2 separate regions of the Gossypium hirsutum genome follow, and region 1 is linked to region 2. A link is a contact called in public Hi-C data. All regions are on one chromosome and are shown on one strand. The core of a region is the stretch at or near the end of the contact, and the rest is flanking DNA. Distances in the headings are between cores, read along the strand shown. Region 1 has its middle 17 kb from the start of LOC107959984. Region 2 holds the start of LOC107959982 (putative potassium transporter 12).

Evidence for each region. A called contact is a pair of places that touch in the nucleus more often than the background predicts.
Region 1: a Hi-C map of leaf shows a contact between it and region 2, with 2.8 times the contacts expected there. The contact joins the enhancer-like site here to the promoter of LOC107959982 in region 2. A contact is called at or near these places in 2 of 34 Hi-C or Micro-C datasets (leaf and petal).

Annotation. Positions count from the first base shown.
Region 1 is chrA05:76,219,151-76,225,149 of Gossypium_hirsutum_v2.1, forward strand. No RefSeq gene overlaps it. Among protein-coding and RNA genes, the nearest start is that of LOC107959984, 17 kb to the right of the region's middle. Within about 2 kb of position 4,256, at least 8 of the 9 cell types and tissues checked have an H3K27ac peak or open chromatin away from gene starts, as enhancers often do. A contact at or near this core is called in leaf, where this site is marked.
Region 2 is chrA05:75,958,605-75,964,053 of Gossypium_hirsutum_v2.1, forward strand. It overlaps LOC107959982 (putative potassium transporter 12), which reads right to left and starts at 2,161. Exons shown (of 9, transcript XM_016896177.2): 1 at 1,454-2,161; 2 at 580-808; 3 at 233-481. The coding sequence starts at 1,717.

The sequences.
Region 1 (5,999 bases), core at 3,006-5,505, 260 kb after region 2:
TAACTATTTTACAACTTATGCAAAATAGTCCCTTTAGGTGTTTTCGTGCTAATACCTTGTACAAAAGTTGTTTATAACACAACTAGGCATATTTCTCCATAAAAACTCAATAAACATCACAAATCCTTTCATGGAAACACTTTAAAATCTTGACCATTTTGCAAGATATCACCCTCATTTGAAAACTCATGCTTCAAGGGTCTCAAAAATGCAAAAATCATCAACAAAGGGTGTGGGGATCACTTACTTATGAGGGCTTTTAGTTGCTGAAAGTTTTTAGCCTTCAAAACTCCATTTTTTTTTATATTTTCGGTGGAGAATAGATATGGAGAAGAAAGAAATGATAGTTAGGCTTTTAAGCATTATTTTATCACCAAATCATGACATCGTCCACCTAATACTTTGACCATTTGCTTAAAATCATTCACATGGCCGGCCAACACTAATAAAAAGGGTGAAATTGCCCTTTAAAAGCCCTCAATTTAAGTTCTTTAGTTATTTAACTCATTTAGGTACTAGAATACAACTTTTGCCTTTTATGCGATTTAGTCCTCTTTCGAAATTGGGCTAGAAAACCTTAAAAATTAGCTCACCAAATTTTTCATGCACTAATAAAATCATACTATAACCTCATAAAAATAATAAAATAATTTTTTTAGCTTTGGATTTGTGGTCCCGAGACCACTGTTCCGACTAGGCCATAAATCGGGCTGTTACAAAAACTGCCTGAAAAAATTAAAATTACAATTTGGCTAATTTTTAACAACTTTATTCCTATTTTTTTCTAATCTATACAATCGGAGGCTCCGCGCAAATGCTTTGTACCCTCGATTTTTGGTGGCTGTTGAATCCCTCGAACATATCTTTTATGACCACCCATCCGTAAGTGGTATTTGGACTGACCTACACATCACATGGCCTAGTGAATTAGCGGATGCTTGCTTCCAAGACTAGTTATTTAATATTCTGCAAGTGTACCCTACTGACATTTCTAGGAAGGTTGTGTGTGTTCTCTAGTTTCTTTAGCATGCGAGGAATCGCAGAGTTCACGATAATTTTATTATACAGAGTCAAGTTCTAATATGCAAGGTCGAGTCTTATGTACTGGAATTGGATGCAGTACAAGAGAAATTACCTGGTCACCTGATTGAGGTTGAGCGTTAGAGGCCTCCAGAGGACTGCTGCCTGAAAATCAATTTTGACGTGGTGTAGCATGTTCATTCAAGGACATCCTGTGCAGGGACAGTCATTAGAGATAATTAGGGGATTGTACTTAGTTCGAAAATTGAAATGAACATGCACATACCTTCACTTTTTGCGGCGGAGGCCCTTGCATGCCTCCAAGCTGTCACCTTAGGTCTAGATCTAGGCTTTCGCGATGTAATTATTGAAGGCAATTCCTTGACTATGATTCAGAAGGTTCTTTCTTATCTGCGTGATAACTCAGCCCTATTCGGAATATTAAGGAGAAGGCTGGTTTTTTTCGTCGCTGCTCTTTTACGCTTTTGCTTCGTACTGGGAACATAATTTCTTATTTGTTGGCTAGAGAGGGTTTGAGAGGGTCGAGTACTACTTACCTGCATGAAAGAGTGCTTGATTTTGTGCTTCTTGCTGTAGAAAGTGATCGTCGGACTTTGGGGTATGAGAAGATTGGGGGTAAGCTAAAGGGTATTGAACAAATGCATTATTTCTATGTCTGTCAGGAGGTCTACTTGGATTTGGTTCTTTTTAAGGTTTTTTGGTGATTGTTTTCTTTTTAGTTGCTACTGGATTTCTTTTGTTTAGTGGTGTTTCAGGTGCCTTTTTTGCTGGCAACTAGCAGATTATGAAGAGCAGCTTAGCGTTCATTTGTTCCTGTTTTATTTCCTGTCGTTTTTGAGTTGTTCCGTATTAGGCTTATTTTTGGGTTGTTTGTTAGGTTTTATCTGGGTTGTTTGTTAGGTTCTTTAGGCGATTTCTTTGGACCGTTTCTTTTTGGACTTTTGGTGGTGTTGGTTTTTTACCTTTTGTTTGGTTTGTGAATTCACGAGCCCAGTTTTCCTTCAAAAAAAATTAAACATTTATATTATTTTGTTTTTAATTTCTCAAACATAGTATTATTGAAATGTTACGATTTTTGTAACAATTTTTTATCAAATAAATATAAAATATTAAAATTTGATATATACAACTTAACCTCGTACATCACACGAGATAAAAAAAACTAGTTATATATATTTGTTTCGTACCATACAAACCACTACTTTTTAATTACGTAAACTAGACCATTAGTCTTTAAACTATGGGTAAATTTTCGTTTTGACCACTTAACTAAAAAAAGTTATAATTTGGTCACTAAATTATTCAAAAGTTTCCATTTAAGTCATTAAATTGTTAAAATCGATGCTATATGGTTTTTTTCTATTTGCACTGCATCCATCAATTGAAAGCTCTATTTCCCCTTCTCTTTTACAATTTAGTTTTTTTTTCATGAAACAGTTCTAGACGTCACAAATCTGTAAATCAAAATCCAAACAACTTTTTTCTCTGATCTCTGACATTGGCCGTCAAATCGACTTGGATCTAAGGTATGTTCTTCTACTCGTCGATGGGTACTAATTCACCAAATCGATTATCGAATCATCACTTGGAGCTTGTTGATGAAACATTTTGAAAAAAAAATAATAACCTAGTGGCTTAAATAAAAACTTTTAAACAGTTCAGTGATTTAAATGAAAAGTTTCGAATTATTCAATAATCAAATTGTAACTTTTTTAATTAAGCGACCAAAACGAAAATTTATCTATAATTTAATGATTAATTGTATAGTTTACCTTTTTAATTTAATAACCTCGATTGATCCATCCGATTATATTTTATTTCATTATCCAAACAAGCTTTTAAACAAATTATAAATATATTCGAAGTTGTTGTTGGTGTTGGTGTTTTTACCCAATGGTGGGTCGTGGGATTCCAATACACATCTGCACAGCAATCCAGGCGATGACTGGCCGTGGAGACTACAAATACCCAACTCTCAATCTCAATAATAGGGTAATAAAACTAAAAAGTTTGCCATTAGGACTTAAATCTTGAGCTGAGTGTGACTTATAATATAAATATCGATTCAATAAAATAGCAGCCAACAATGCCAACTTCACATACACAGACAAACAAACCCCATCACTGCTCACTTTCTCTCTCGTCCATGAGAGAATAATATGAAAACTCCGAGAGCCTTGGAATTCGAGATAGTGGAGTTATTTGCATTCCCCACAAACATGCCCTTAACCCTAGCTTGGAAGGACTATTTCAACATTCTCTTTAACCAAATTATTATACCTTTTCATTTTTATTAAATAATTATATTTATTATATGAATTTATACATTGATAATTCACTGTATATTGCTCATTGTTAAAAAGTTAAATTCTGTGCATTGTTTCTAAAATAAATACTAATAGTAAATAACTGATATTGTTGGTGTATAGATATATTAGTATATTAATAAATGTAAAATCTTAATTTTAAGGTGTAATAATATATATATAAACAAATGTGACACTTATTACATTATTAATCTATTTATTAAGTCTAAAAAACTGCATGATATATTAATTAATTATCTTTTTAATAATATCATATTTTGTTATTTAATTATTTTTATCTATATTTATCTATACTATTATAAAACTCTTAATTAAAATTTGAAATCACAAGCCAAATGACATTAATTCAATCTAACAAAAAATTAAAAAATTTAAAATTTAAAATAACTAAATATATTATTAGACGTGTGTATTCTTTTGAATGTTTTTATATAATATTTAATTTTTTTAATCTCAAACATTTATTTAAGAAAACTTCCTCCTAAAAAAACTTCTAATTTTTTTAAATAACCACCCACTCCATACAACACTACAATTCCCGTAAAAATTACAAAGCAATTTTAAAAAAATTATGAAATTAAAGTATCTTCCAAATTTATTTTACAATCCACAAAGATAGATCTTTTAAGAGTTTGTGTGGTCTCTTCAAACAATATTTTTAATATTCAAATCAAAATCCTCCCCTTAAAAATATAATATATTTTATTATAACAGTCATAATTATTTAAAATTTTCTTTCCTTTTTTGTTAAATATGATGTCACACGTTTTTTCTCCTCTTAACTATTAAGTATAAAGCGTAAAATTTTACCGTGGCCCTCATAATGATGTTAAGGTAACTAATCTACCACAGAACATTCAAGGCAAAGAAAAAAAAAAAAAGCTAAAAGCTTTTATCTCGCCTTTATATACGACCCACCTTGTCCCCCTATGCATATATCCACACACTCTTTTCCTTACTAAGCTACTTTGCCATATTTGCTTTTTCAGCACAAACTTTCGCTACATATATTTTTCTTTCCATAGCAATTGATTCTAAAAGATGACTGCCGGAAGCACTCAAGGAGTTGCTGATATCTGCTGGGAACATAAGGGAAATGGCGGTAGGAGCTGGTGCCGGTGGCATGACTGCTTGGTTTTTAAATACGGGTGACAGAGAATGGCAAAAGAAACAAACAAGGCTTTGCAATTGTGCTGGCTAGCACCATCGTTGCATTGCGGGGAATTGAGGGTAGCGGTCCGATTTTACTTGACTCTAATCTTAGAACATAACCTTTATTTTTTGTTTCTGCTTTGTTTAATCTCGAGTTATGTACGTTTCTTTTTCTTATTTTCCCTTATTTGAACGTGGGATGTAAGAGATGCATACGAGGTAGCTAGCTTTTGTATAAGGTTTGTACTCAAATTATGGGTTTGGTTTTGGGGTTTGGATAGTTTTGAAGATAAAAATGCTGCTGGGAATGCATTCCTTACACCTATCATGTAATTTGCTTTCTAATGAGCTGAAACTAAAGATAAAAAGATTATAAATATCAGCGTCTCTTTATTCTATCTATCTTTTGATTGAAAATGTGTTAAGAATCAAATTGGAGCAAATTTCAGGTATTGCATTTGGTTGAGTTTAGGCCAAATTGCCTGAAAGACATAGTAATAGCAATCCCCCTTTCTGGTTTTCCATCATAATCATTGGCTGATAAAAAAGATGAAGGAAAAAGAAAAAGGGGTATGAGTTTTGGCCTATAAAAGCTTGGTGATTTCTAAGAAAGGAAATGCACGGCAGTGAGACTTGTCCTTTTCATTAAGGGAATCACTAAGCAAAGATGCTTGACTTGACTGCTGCTGTCTTCTTTTTTCAAAAACAAAAATTCTGAAACCCTTTGCAGTGAAGGATTCATTTTCTGACCCTTTCTGTCAATCAGTCAGGGATTCTCCTCAGCCCTGCTTTGGAATTTTGGATTTCAATAGCCTTTCTTCTCAAAGCCCATTTTAGGTCTGCATATAACACTTAAATAAATTAAACCTGTATGGTGTTAAGGCCCATATTTCGGGTGGTATGGTCTTGATGTACTTTGTAAAAATTATAAATTTAGTCAATATACTATAATTTGATCAATTTTAGTTCTTTTATTTTTTAATTGGTCAATTTTAGTTTATGTACTTTTCAATTTTTAAAATTTTAATCCTACCCTAAACAGTAACAATTAATTTTGTTTGGTTAAACTAAAATTACTAGTTGTAGATTTTATCCATATTCTACAATTGGACCATTTTAAGTCCCTGTACTTAGTGAATTTTAAAATTTCAATTTTAACTTAAATGACAATTGTTAGTCCATTAATTTTTTTAGTGAGTAATATGTGAAGATAATAAACTAACATGATATGATACATATGATAATATGTTTGACCCATCAGATTTTAGAAGTAACAAAACTTAATAAATTTAACAATCATAATTTGTTGAGGAATGAAATTTTAAAATTAAAAAATTTAAAAATAATAAAATTAATTAAATTCACAAGAGTAATAAAAAAAGTTAACGGTATTGATGTCATACTTAAAACTTATCAAACCTGGTGAGTAGTTGTTTTCTAGATTGCCTTCCATTTGTATATTTTCTTTTCTGTGACGTA
Region 2 (5,449 bases), core at 911-3,410:
TATGAGTTACAAAGCATTTTCTTGAATCACATGAATTAGAAGAAGCTGCCATACTTAAGACATCATGAATTCTAAATAGTTGTGAGACAAATTTTAATGCAACTAACAAAGACAACATTCAGGTTCAAAGAATCAAATACCAGTCACAGAAAAAGCAAAGACAGAAATTGCAATACTTGTTTAAAACTTGATTTTGTTAACTTAAATGGAAGATTGGTACACATCTATCTACCTGATATTGCGGGGGTCAGAATACCATCTCCTATGACCATGGAAGTTCCCATCAAGACCAATAGCAACAGGAGGGTCTTCAAGGATGATCTCCTTTCCAAAGTCTCTTTTATGCTTAAAGCCCTTTCTAACTCTGGAGTAGGCAGTTTGAGCCTAAAACTTGATATCTGTTCATCTGCCGGTTGACGATTTGGCAGCATGTTGACCTTCGCATACCTGCAAATCAGTGAGTACAATGCAAAGGTTCCCCCTACAATTGCATCAATTTATATGTTAACATGTAAATGATCTTCAAAATATCCAGTAAAAAGTAAGGAGAATAAGAGGATTACTATGAAAAGCCCTTACCCTCCCCATTATCATTGGCTTTAAGCACTACAAACACGTATTTTACCAAGGGGAGTAGAGCTATTGTATACATCACCAGTGATAAAGCACCCAAGATATCCACTTCTGATTCTATTTTGACTTTGCTGAAGACATCACTGAAAACATACAAAGGGCTTGTGCCCATGTCACCATACACAACCCCGAGTGTTTGAAAGGCCAATGCAAGAGTGTGCCAAGTGGATATGTCCTGATTGATTAAAGTACTACATTTTAGTAAGAGAATATAGTTGAGCTTAATGGAACTAAGTTCATTTGCAAAAATGACAGAACAATTCTTTTGAGTTATGGAAGACACGATAAGGTCCGTAGTTGACTTTCAATGACAGAAATACATGCATTCTCAGTATAAAAAGCTAATCAACAACGAAAGAAAAACAACTTGTATAATTTCCTAGCTATAGTCTGTTGGACCCTAATTATTTTCTCCTCTAGAAAGTACTAATTCCTCTACACCGTTGATCGAAAGACACTATTTTCTCTATATACCAACAACAAAAAACTTGCCCCAAATTTGTAGTCCATATAAAAGTCATAAATGAGCCAAGTTGAGCCAAATGAATATAACAGAAACTTGAGGACCCTTCAATCACAGCACTTGCTAGAGCAATGAGTCTAATGAATCTCTTCCCACTGCTGAACTCATTTATATATTCTCTTTTATCCTAAACTTCATTAGTGATTCAAACTTTAAAGAGTATATATCAGAAGTTGAAAAATAGAGCTGTTCCAAGAATGAACATTGAAGAGTAAAAGAAACAAAAAGCATTATCATATGCAAATATCTTCCCAAGTATAGAATCTTCATGAAATGGAGATAAAACAAATTCAATACCTTAGGGTGGTGACCATGAGCACCAGCAATCTCCATGGCTTCAACATCAAAGGAATCAACTCTCTTGGGCTTCTTAACCAGTCTCCTCCTCAAAGATCCATACCCTTCTTTGGCTTCGTTATCATCAAACATTGACAAAGGAGGTGACTCTGAGTCCACCTCACTACCATCCACCCACCTTGACTCGCTCACCCCTCCACCACTGAAAGTTCTACCCCTCAGTCTCACGCTGCTTCTCTCTTCAATCCAATCTTCTTCTTCCATATCCCCTTGAATACCCACTTCAAAAAGGGCCTCCTTGTCTGTAAAAAGACTCCCTTTTTTTCTGGAGGATAAGATAAGAAAAGCCTCAGCCAATCAAATCTTTGTGAAGAAAAAAAAGAAAGTACTACCCTTTTATGTCTAGTGCTTCTTCTTCAGTGTCAGGATTCAGTCTCCTGTTTTCTTCTAAGGTTGATAACTTGATATGGGGGTGTTGTTCAAACTGTTCCTGGTCTTAACTCCTTCAATGGGTCCCCTTCTGAACTTATTGCAGAGACCAGAGCAATTATTAGTTAGGATAGGACAGCAAAGGCTACTAAATATAATTTTTAAGAATAAAAGGATATACACGGGTAAGTTCAATGTTTTTTTTCTTTTTTTTTTTTGCCGGGGGATTATTTTTTCGTGGGAGTCTGACACACTGTAATTAAGGGATGCCAAGAATTTCAGACAAAAAAAAAAAAGAAGAATGTAACTGTTGAGTAGGATGATTATTACAAGTAATGTTAAGCGTTGCTGTCTTGGCTGGCTTTTGGTGACGATGAAAGGATTAAGGCAATCAACGACTCATTGTGTTATTTGTTTTATATTCTAAGTTTTGTGCTAAAAAAAAAAAGGTCATGTTCAAAATTCAATTTATTTCAATTTTAATTTAATCGCAGTGTTATGACGATAAACACAAAGAAACGACCTTCCAGTATAACCTATAAAAGGAATGCTATTGGCGGATAATTGCAGCAATGGTGGGACAAAGATAAATTTATGTTTCCTTCCTTCCTCCACATATTACATCTTAAACTAATGCTTCATTTGAACGAGGGTGGGATACATTTCGATAATATTAAAATAGTGATAGCAGTAAAATTAATTAATCTAAAGACGAAATTAGATATTATAATAATAAGATTGAAATCAATTAATCACAATTGTAACAATGATGTGAGAAAAAAATAATTAGTAAAAATTTAGCAAATAATAATAATAATTAGTAAGGATATTAAATGAAAACATGTATATTAATATAAATAATAAATTATTCTTCTGTCCAAATTAGAGATTTGTTTGATCAACTTGAAAGTTTTCAAAAGATTATTTGATAAAATTGTTTTGTATTTTATTAACTGAAGTATTGAATTCAAATAGAGGAAATAGTCATAACCTAACTGGTAAAATAATTCCCTTATACTAATAAGCTACTACAAAACAAAATAAAATATCCCTAAAAAATCTCAATTGATTTATTCTATCTACCTAAATAAATTTAAAAAATATCCCCAAAATATATGGAGTTTCACGTATTTCAACACTCTCCATCGAGTTGGTGCATATATATCAATCATGCCTCACTTGCTTATAAGAAAATCAAAACTTGTCTTAGAGAGCCCTTTGGTGAGTATGTCAGCAATCTGTAGTTTTGAAGGAACAAACAACATGCACACTTAGCCTTCTTCAATCTTCTCCTTGATAAAGTGTCTATCAATCTCAACATTAGTTCTGTCATGTTGGACTGGATTGTGAGTAATACTAATGGCAATTTTGCTATCACAGTACAACTTCATTAATAAAGTTATTGGTTTCCTCAACTCTTCCATAATTCTTGTTAACCACATCATTTCACAAATTCCTTGAGCCATTGATCTAAACTTAGCCTCTGCACTACTTCTTGCTACAACACTTTGTTTTTTGCTTCGCCAAGTCACAAGGTTTTCCAAACAAATGTACAGTATCCTGATGTAGATCTTCTATCTGTTATTGAGCCTGCCCAGTCTGCATCTGTCAATTCTTCTTTGTTCGGATTTCTTGAAGAATAGGCCCTTAACAGGTAAACTCTTCAAGTATCTTAGAATCCAAAACACTCCTTCTTCATATTCCTCCACTGGGGAGTGCATAAATTGACTCACTAAGTTTACTGCAAAAGCTATGTTTGGCCTTGTATGTGATAAGTAAATTAACTTACCAACTAATCTCTAATACTGTCCTTTATCAACTAATCATCTTTTTTTATTTTTGAATTTTACATTTGGATCAATTGGTATGTCAGCTAGGCAGCAACCACTCATCCCAGCCTCTTTTAAAATATCAATCACATATTTTTTCTAAGAAACCACAAGATCCTTCTTTGATCGAGCAACTTCCATTCCAACACATTTTGTTTTAGCAATTGGAATATCTAGATCAGAAAATTCATTGGTTGGATTATGAGTTTTACTTGGACTTTTGGCAAGATCTTGCAGGTTGGATTCTTGGTGATGAATCTGGTGGATTCCACTTTCTTGATTTCGATTTCTTTCTTGAGTAAACCAATAACTCATTTATTTGTTCTCTATTCTCATGATCAGACTCTACACCTTCATACTTCTTTTTATTAACAACATTAACATCATTAATTTCTGTGTTGATCATAAATTCACCTTCCCCATTATTAGAATCTATATGTTGTATATTTTAGTCTTTTCTTGATCAATTATTGAATCTTCCTTACTATAATTCCCTCCCCAAAGATTAGAATCAAAGTAAGATTATGTTTCAACAAATATGGCATCCATGGTAGAATAATCTTCCTATCAATTGGATCATAACATTTGTAATCCTTTTTATTAGAAGCATATCCAACAAAGACACATTTTTTACTCTAGGATCTAGTTTACCTTGGTTGTGAAGATGAACAAAAACACTAAACCCAAAAACTCAGAGGGATAATTCTGTGATCAATTTAGAGTTAGGAAAGTTATCTTTAAAAAGACTAAAAGGAGTTCAATAGTTTAGAGTTTTATTGGGCATTCTATTAATAAGATACATAGCTATTAACAAGGCTTCGCCCCAAAGATAACGTGGTACCTGACTAGTGAACATCAAGGCTCTAGTTACTTCCAAAATATGACAGTTTTTTCTTTCTGTAATCCAATTTTGTTGTGGTGTATATGTACAACAGCTTTGGTAGACCATTCCATGTTTGGTTAAGAAAACGTCTAATTGGTCACTAAAAAATTCCCCACCATTGTCATTCCGAAATACTTCAATTTTCACACCCAATTGTGTTTTCACCATAGCATAAAAAGACTAAAACACATTTTTAACTTCAAACTTATCTTTAATAAAAACACCAAACAAACGAGAGTATGATCATCAATTAATGTGACAAACCAACATTGTCTTGAAAAAGTTGAGACTCTCAAAGGTCCCCAAACATCACTATGAATTAACAAAAAAGGTTTGGGAGCTTTATATTTTTGAGGTGGAAAGAATGACCGATGATGTTTAGCCAATTCACAAAATTCACAGTGATATAAAGAATGACTTTTATTTTTAAATAGATCAAGTAACAAATATCTTAAATAGTAAAAATTAGGGTGTCCAAGCCTATAATTCCAAATCATAAACTTATCAAAACTAGAAACAGAGTTTAAACGTAGAATAGTTGTTAGTCGATGTAGATGGTCGTCATCAAGAAAGTAAATTCCACCAGATTCTTTAGCATTGCCAATTATCCTTCTTGAGATCATGTCCTAAAATTTACACATAAAGAAGTCAAATATAACATGACAATTTAAGGATTGGGATAATTTACTAACCGATATAAGACTACAAGCTAGATTTGGCACATGTAAAACGTCATGTAAAACTAAGGAAGGTGAAATTTTAATACTGTCTTTCTCGGCTATTGTCGAGAATGACCCATCTGCTACTTTGATCTTTCTGTTTCCTACACAAGGTATGTAATTTGAGAAAAGAAAA